Regions from separate parts of the Rattus norvegicus genome. Here all the other regions are linked to region 1. A link is a contact called in public Hi-C data. All regions are on one chromosome and are shown on one strand. The core of a region is the stretch at or near the end of the contact, and the rest is flanking DNA. Distances in the headings are between cores, read along the strand shown.

Region 1 (2,760 bases), core at 142-2,641:
AGCATGATCTGCTCAAATTCTTCCCTGAGAGGTATCTGGTCAGGACCTATATTAATGAGAATTACAGTTAGGACTTAGACAATCTGAGAAGACAAAACACACAGCACCTAGCATCCCACAGTTCTCTAAGCCCACCACACTCCAGCTAGCAGATAAGCACTGTGTCTTACTGGGGTCCCAAGTCACGGCTCATACTAATCACCACTGCGAATTTCCCTTTCACTTCTCTCTGGCCTCAATTTTTAGAGCTCTAGCTCTGTTCCCCTGTACTCTTTCAAGGAGGATTTGCAAGGACACAAGACCCATTCTGTTGCATGCCCTGAGAAACAATCACTTTCAAACCTTGGCATTATGGATTCTGATGATTAATAAATGAGAAAACACACTGGTGTGTAATCAATTTTGGGTTCTATTCATTTCTCATTTTATGCATGGATACTTTCAAAGTATTTTAATGGATTGTCTCCATTTAATTTGGCACTGTCCACAGGGAAATGAGTCATTTTTTCATTTCCATTTCCATGTTTCACATTGCCTAACTCTCCCCAGGCGGAGAATGCTGGGTCATCTCATTCTCTCATGCACTCTGGCTTGTCAAATATGACATTTGGCCTCTTTTCCCAGCCGTAGCTGAGTAAGCTTATACTGATGACCTGTGGCCCCTGGAATTAGAGGGATTTTCTTTTTTATTCTTTTAGAAACTTAACCAATTTTTACAACAAAATCAGCAAGCATCCAATTGGCACAAATTAACTAAGATTCTACCTTTAGTTTAAACTAAAACCTAGGGGATATATTGACTTGCCCCCACCCAAAGCAGGATGGGGTGGGGAGGGGGATCAGAGACTTGAAACTCAAGGGCTCCTGTTAGCAGGAACAGACTCTTTAGTATCTGTGATCTGAGGCTAAGCACTGGCTTTAGAACTCTAGATACAGCACAAACATAAGGCTACGATCTGTCTGGAAGGAGGGAACACAGAGAGTCAGAAACCATTCCTCGCTCTGATGCAGTTAAGTGGTCTCCTGGCCCTGCTTAAAGACAAGTGGGATTATACAAAATATACCACAGTCTAAAAATAAGTAATTTACATTGGAGAAGCAACTTTTCCAGAACTAGTTGAGGGTCAGGAAAAGAAAATGGGAACCTCGAAGAGAGGTGCTTGTTTTCTATACATAGAAACAAGAAGAAAACAGTAATGCTTACAGTACATTTGCTTCTGGAGTTAGAGCATAGCCTGGTACTATCATGAGTGAGGCGGGCTCTGGGTTTGATCCCTAGGTCTCCACACACCTAGCCTAAAATGTTGGTTTCTTGTGTCCTTCTTGACCCTGCCTCATGCTAGGTGGAAGTGAACTGTGGGACTTTTGGCTTTAAAGATCAGCTGGGAGTCATTCAACTCTGATTTCCATTAACCTTTAACAAACTAGAATCATGGTGCGCAGCCATGGCATTCATACTGTGTAGTGAATTCAGAATGGCTGAATTTGAACTAAAATCTGAAGGAAGGTGGTCCTTTCTATAGCCCTCTTCCACCAGAGCACATGACAAACGAAAAGCAGGCCTGGCCTCCTTTCCCTAGTGTCATCCATTCAAAACCTGAAAGGCTCAGAGGCCCATTTTATAGATGCACGAGGGCTAAGGCAGATCAGGAGCCAGCGACACATTCTCTTGGGATACACAATGAATCCGTGCAAAGGCACCCGGGAGAAAATAAAGTGGTATAACTTGTTTCCAGCATCCTTTGTTATCTTAAAATTCATTTGTAAAGTTTTGATTGAATAACTGTTAGGAAAAAATGAGGGGGATCCACTTCAGATGAAAGATGATCTCTCACAGCAATATATGCGTCCCCTTCTCTGTTTCTACTACTTTCCATCCTGGCTGGATTCTAGGAGCCTTTTCTCCACCTCTTCCGAGCTCAATAATGGTAATTTTCCCTTTGAGAGTTATACCCCAGAGCATCGGCTCTGATGGCTTCTTAGATGGAGCCACCATAAGAGGAAGAAATGTTTCCGACAGCCCGGAGGCCCATCTGAATGTGCTGATTCCATTATGTACTTCAAAGGGCTTTTTAACTTGTGAAATAACACAAAAAAATTTAAGTGACTGTTACAGGAAGGCTCTTTCTTTCTGAAGAATCTTGCTTTTCTTTCCCCCTGTTAGTTCTTGGGGATACAAAGTATTAAGGCGGTCATTTTAGAAGTTTGGATATTTTTTAATGTCTATAATCTATGCATGTGTGAAAATATTTTTCTGCCTCTTAAACTTTTAGGGATAGGATACATTTTTTTTTCAAGAACACCAGAATTTGTTGGAGGACAGAGGAGTATAAACCTAGGTGAAAGGAAGGAAGGGAGGGAAGGAGGAAGGGAGGGAAGGAGGAAGAGAGGGAAGGAGGAAGGGAGGGAAGGAGGAAGGGAGGGAGGAAGGACAGGTATTTATGCTAAATACCAGCAGAACTAATAACTGGAAGTAAAATTATGGAGAGAATTGATCCTAAAGAGAAAAAAAGAATCTTGTTTAATTAAATCAGAATTCTCTAAGAGGCTTTAATAACTGGAAGGAAGATGTTATATTTTTGTCTTATGGTTTATTTAACTCACTAGGACCATGGTTTCTCTGAGGATGTGATCAGACTGCTTCGCTTGACTAGAAGTGCTGCTCTACATAGCACCGTCTTCCCTGATTTAGGGAGCATCCAGAGGTGCACTGTCTTAGAAGGCAGCCCACTGTCCAGAGTATGTAGCAATTAAATTTAT
Region 2 (2,760 bases), core at 172-2,671, 170 kb after region 1:
TGAATTTCTGCCACGTCTCTCTATTTATTAAGGTTTACATTTCCTTCTCAAAATACATACTTATATGCATGTAATTTTATTACTAAATCAACGAAACAAACTATTCTAAAGTTTTCTCTTTTTAAGTGAGTTTTTCTTATTGCCATTCCACTAGTTTTCAGAAAGAAAAAGAATCAAAACAATAACTAAACTCAAGGCAGAATTTCCGATCAGAATAGGACAGAGGTGCGAGTGGTTTTTAAGAGGAAAAATCGGGTAAACCCTTTTGAACTGCTTATATCTACAAGGCTGTTTTAAAATGGGATTTGAGGACGGTTTCTCAAGAGAGGCAGAGTGTAGAATCTCACGGTTTCAAAAGTAGAAATCAAAATTTTTTTTTATTTAGTCAGGGACACGGGTCCGGGATGGAGTTTATAGAAGAAAAAGGAACACAGCTCAGTTCTTAGCTTTCTGGCGCAAAAATCCTCTCCGTCCTGCATGTTTTTAAGGCTTGGTTTCAATGAGAAACTCCATGCAGTGAACAGATAATCTCCTTTTAATGAGGCTCAGAAGAAGGACTTCAGGAATCAGGGACTTTAACCAACCGCTAACCTTCACCCCGCCTGGCCAGGGCACTCCTCACCTCACCGTATATTTTCACGGTCAGCTGTCAACACAACCCTTTGTGTCCCATTCAGAATAAGAGCAGATAGGAACCGCTCTCAGAGAAATGGAAATGTTGACCGGAAGACGCGCGTGTGACGAAGTGACATTTGGCGTGGACCCCAGCGAATGCCTGACCACATCTGGCTACTCTCAACTTTCCCAAGCCAGGCTCTACCCATCCTCTGCTCCGAAACCTCCGCGTCCCACTTCTTGCTGTCCGTCCGGCGCTCGGGGACCGCTAGCCATGCCCTCGTGCTCGGGGAGCGGCCAGGACGCGCCCCCTCGCCGCAACTCCTTCACCCCCGCACCGCATCAGCCACCTCCCTCCCGCCACAAAGGCAGCAACGGAGACCGGGTGACAGGCCTGTGGCCGCAGACGGCGAAAGGGGGTAGCCAGGGACGGGGACCAGGATGGGGTTTGTTTCCCGCTGGTACAGGCGCCTGCCCGGCCGCACGAGTCAGTTCCTCCAGAAGAAAGTCCGCGGCCCTGTGCAGGCAAGGTGTCCAGCCCACCAGAGGACAGGCCCTGCCCGCCACTGAGTCCCCTCGCCTCCCGGCCCCCGTGAGTCCCCACAAGTAGCTCACCTGGCCCCGGCGGGAGCGAGGGCAGAGGGCCAGGGTGGTCTCCACAGCCCCGGGCGGCTTCGTGCTGCGCTCTGCTTAGAGGGGCTAGCGCCGCCGGTGGCTGGCGTCTCTGAGGCAGGGCGCGGGCTGCGCGCTCAGTTCCCGGGGGCGGAGCGAGGCGCCACCGCGGCCGGAGGCGGATTCCTCAGGTGCTGCCCCTCCTGCTCGCCCCCCTCCTCTCTGTTCCCTCCTGGCCTGAGCACCCTGGTGGCTTTTTGGACTCCCTCGCCTTCAATCCCTAGAGTATCGGGGAGCACACGGTGCCCAATGAACGCCCACGTGCTGCGGAGTCCTACATGTAGCCTTCACGTTTGGGTTTGAGAACTCTGGCGCGGATGATGTGTGTGGCCACTCTGGGATGGGGAGGTGGCAGTGCGCTGGGGGTCTTCTGGGAAGAAGGATTGCCCCCTAGTGCTGCTGAAGAGCGTGGTCAAGAAGTACAATTATTTTCTCTCCGGACCCTACTACATTCCGAATGCTCTCAAGTCACTGTGTGACTTCTTTGTCACTGTATCTAGGGACAAAGTTCCATTGCCTGGGCAATAGTCAGTCAAGAGCCTTCTGCATAAACCGGGGTTGTAGGGCGCAGACAAAACCAAACCCACCCTGGAGCTCCAAGCCTGAGCAGATTTCTGCACCTCTCTGATGAAGCTCCAAGGCAGTGGCCCTATTCTCCTGGACTCCCAAGGTAGCCCTGGCTCCTGCAGAGCCTCCCGTAGACCAACGTTTCCCCAAGACCAGCTACTTCCAGCTGGCTCTGGTCCTTAATGGTTGCTACTGGGACAAAAGTTCTGGAGGGATGCTGTGGCTAGATAGTGACAAACGGGGCTCCAATTTTCAGTTGATGGCCTCTGGTATTCAAAGCTGCAGCTCCTGTTCTTGAACTGAAACTGCTGCCAGAGACATCAGTGACCGTAGCTTCCAGTAGAAGCAACTTCATGCTAGACGCAAAGCACAGAAAAGTTGAGACATGTTTAATCCCTTTGAGATACTGCGGACCCAGCTGCTGGTCAGTTGACATTGTTGTCAAGCATTGTGGTACTTTCTTAATCATAGTCGAAAGAATGTTAATTAAACTCTATCACATATGATCTCTAAGTAAGTATTTTCATTCCTCTTGCTTTTTAATTTTTTTAATTAAATCTCCCACTCCTTCCTTTTCCCATACACACCCTTGCTCTGTCTAAAATTTATGGCCTCCTTTTTTAACTTTTGTTACATACATACATACATGCATACATACATACAAATGTTCGTACAGACATTTGTATGTACATAGTCTTCCTCAGTCTGTTTAATGTTTCTTGTACATATATGATCTCAGAGCTGACCCTCGATATTAAAGGTAAACTTATTACCAACACTTTAATAAACCAGCATAATTTCTAAATATATTTGACTTGCTTTTTAAACTTTCCTCTCAAGCCAAAATATTTTTTTCCTTTTTCTCTTTGGTTGTGTCCGCAGCTTGAATTGTCTTCTCTTTCTCCT
Region 3 (2,760 bases), core at 148-2,647, 150 kb after region 1:
GTCTTGTTTCCTTGAAAATGTTACCTGGTAAAATTTCTCCATTTCAGTGATATATTCAATTTATGTTCTGTCCCCCCTTCATATCTCCCAATCCTAATCAGGCTGAGAGTACAGCCTCTCTAACTACCTGACCACAGATCTAGTTAACAAGAGCTTAATGACAAAGAGTAGCTGAGTGGGGCCTTAAGGATCATACAGTTCAGACAGGCAGGGAGGAGAGAAGATTCCAGGCTCGGATACAGAAACAAAAGAGGCCTTCTGACATACTTGACCACTTCCCTTCCAGACTCATGGCTTCTGCCCCACTAGCTAGATGTTCCCTTTCTCATTTTAAGCCAGATCTTATCTCTATGAATATATGGTGGGATTTTTTTCAGTTGGGACCAAATTAGTGATGTGATTCAATCAGAACCAAAACTGCAATGTGTCAATATTCTCCTTGTTACCATAGGGACTGGATGAAGATGTTCGATAAATCTGTAGAAAACCCATGTTATCTGTCAATGGGTCAACATCTGGACAATGCAGTCACATGACACACATCCCTGGGGTCTCAAATCTAAAGCCAACACAAAGGACACCTTGGCTGCAGAAAATCAATCTTTCTCTTATGCCACGGGTAATGTGGTACACCCCATTTGGACTGTAAAAATAACAGCATTTTCAAGGAGATGCAAGTTCATCCATTAGGGAACACATCTGTAAAAGCAAATGTTGTAGTTTTGAAAACTACATTCGGTATGACATACCTCTTAAATTTCCAATTTACAGTTTAGAAAGCAAGCACATCACTTTTTTTTTTTTACATCATTTGGTTTTTCATTCAAGAGGAATGATTTTTAAAGACTTTTCTACAACCCTTTTTCTCTTAGATTGGGTCTTTACAGATTACATGAACGTTACTGAATCACTTTACAGGTTGGGGATTTCACATATGTATCCTCCTATACTTGAGGATCTCATCCTAAATTTTAACACATGTTGTGAAGCTAAGTGTTTTAAGACATAAAAACAAAACAAAACACACAAATGCAAAGTCCCTGTCTTTCTAGCATTTGAGGTAATTGATTCAGACATTTTATTCCTGTTATTTTCTCTTTTTACTTCCTCTCAAAAGGAGATAATCTGAATTGCTCTAATCTGAAAAACAACAATAAGTGTAGCAAATACTTGACAATGAAGATGAAAAGCCTCCAAAAATCTGTTACCTTAGCAACAGCAAGAATGTGGAAGAATAAGAATACACTGTTAGGGCATCATTTCAGACTCCACAGATTTGAGGCCACAGTCAGCTTTCATTAGCTTTTTGTTTTTCCCAGCAGGTCCTTGGACTTTGAAACAAAACCTGAATGACAGCTATGAGCAATTCCAGCCTGGCTCCTGATTAGCTATGCCAAACAAAACATCTCTCTGCAGTGTAAACTTTCCAGGCATCAGCAGCAGAGCCTCTGGAGAGACTATAACTCCTCAGTGAGACTTGAAGGAGAGTTAGAGGTTGGGGGTGAAGGATAGCCAGGAGGGGGATGGGTGAACAGGATGAGACCTTCCCCTCCACCACAAACTAGTTCCCCAAATTAAAGCAGGAGCAAAGTGACTAGCAACTGTGGCCATGCTGCTATGGCTTCTAATTCTAACTTACTCTACTTAACTCACTCTCTAATACTGAATATTTTATTCCGATTAACATTCACAAATCCACAGCATCTGTGCTTCCAAACCTCTAATGTGTTAAACCAGCAAGCAATTCTGGGGCCTTCTTCAGATCAGAAGGAGCAATAATCAATTAAAGATACTCCAAAGAAGAAGGGGAAACAACATGCAAACAGACAATACCTTACTTGGACAAAAACAACCTTGTGCTGTTTCTTCTCTTTCACTTTTGCTAGACGTGGACCTAAAATCAACTGCAGTAAAGGACACTGAACTGTTGCAAGGGAGTTCCACTTGCTACACAGTTGGATCCCAGAGGGAACCAGCTCCTCTTCAGACCTTGTAATACGTAAAAAGTACCTTTACCCACGCAAAAGAACTAGAAACTAGATTTCCAGGAAGCCAACTCTAACCAGACGCTTGGGTTTTAAAGTCACCAGTAGTGTCAGGAAGAATTGCGCTAACTGTGCACTGGAGTGGTAAGAGACAATGCAGCTTCCAGGAGATGCGAGGTGAAAAAATCAGTTGACTGAATCTACCAGCCATCCTGCCACTTCAAGAGGGGGGGAAATCACTTTTTTTTTAAATTTTGTGGTCACACAACAAGAGGTAAGCTCTTGTCTTCTGCAAAGTGGCACTTAGCTAGATTCTGATCTCTGCTACATAGGAGATGGCCTACAGAAACTGCTGGCTGGCTTACTTGGAATGCTAGGCAAGGAAAACTCCCTCCTTCTAGTCAATAACCACCTCTTTAAGAGACAGTTATGATGACTTAAGAGGAGGACAGCTCCAAGCGCCTAAAATCTGACTTGCAGACACAAGACAATGAATGTCACAAAGAACTAACTACATAGCCTGCCTGAAAGCCTCACCTAGGGTTCATCCATCTCTTTAAAGCACCACATGGAAAGCTCAAGGCCAGACAGAAGATTTGATTAGAAAGACGTTAAAAAAAAACAGTCAGAGACATAGCAATTTGAAAACTAGACATGGGGAAAATTTCAATTTCTTAAAACAAACTAGAAAGCTTCATTCCCAATTATTTTACTCAATGTGTCTTTTGAAACCACCTTTCTATGAATCTATACAAAACTCTTGGAACATTGTCGC

Evidence for each region. Hi-C and Micro-C count contacts between places; a contact is called where the count stands out from the background.
Region 2: a contact with region 1 is called in a Hi-C map of liver, with 3 times the contacts expected there. The contact joins the promoter of Greb1l here to the enhancer-like site in region 1. A contact is called at or near these places in 5 of 12 Hi-C or Micro-C datasets (Schwann cells, frontal cortex, hepatocytes and 2 more).
Region 3: a Hi-C map of liver shows a contact between it and region 1, with 2.5 times the contacts expected there. The contact joins two enhancer-like sites. A contact is called at or near these places in 2 of 12 Hi-C or Micro-C datasets (hepatocytes and liver).

What each region holds. Positions count from the first base shown.
Region 1 is chr18:1,836,787-1,839,546 of GRCr8, reverse strand. It overlaps Greb1l (GREB1 like retinoic acid receptor coactivator), which reads right to left. Exons shown (of 33, transcript XM_039097272.2): 13 at 1-46. Among named protein-coding and RNA genes, the nearest start is that of Hspd1l1, 23 kb to the left of the region's middle. Within about 2 kb of position 1,391, at least 4 of the 93 cell types and tissues checked have an H3K27ac peak or open chromatin away from gene starts, as enhancers often do. A contact at or near this core is called in hepatocytes and liver, where this site is marked.
Region 2 is chr18:1,664,129-1,666,888 of GRCr8, reverse strand. It overlaps Greb1l (GREB1 like retinoic acid receptor coactivator), which reads right to left and starts at 1,421. Exons shown (of 33, transcript XM_039097272.2): 1 at 1,231-1,421.
Region 3 is chr18:1,683,693-1,686,452 of GRCr8, reverse strand. All of the region lies in intron 1 of Greb1l (GREB1 like retinoic acid receptor coactivator), which reads right to left. Among named protein-coding and RNA genes, the nearest start is that of Greb1l, 20 kb to the right of the region's middle. Within about 2 kb of position 1,397, at least 10 of the 93 cell types and tissues checked have an H3K27ac peak or open chromatin away from gene starts, as enhancers often do. A contact at or near this core is called in liver, where this site is marked.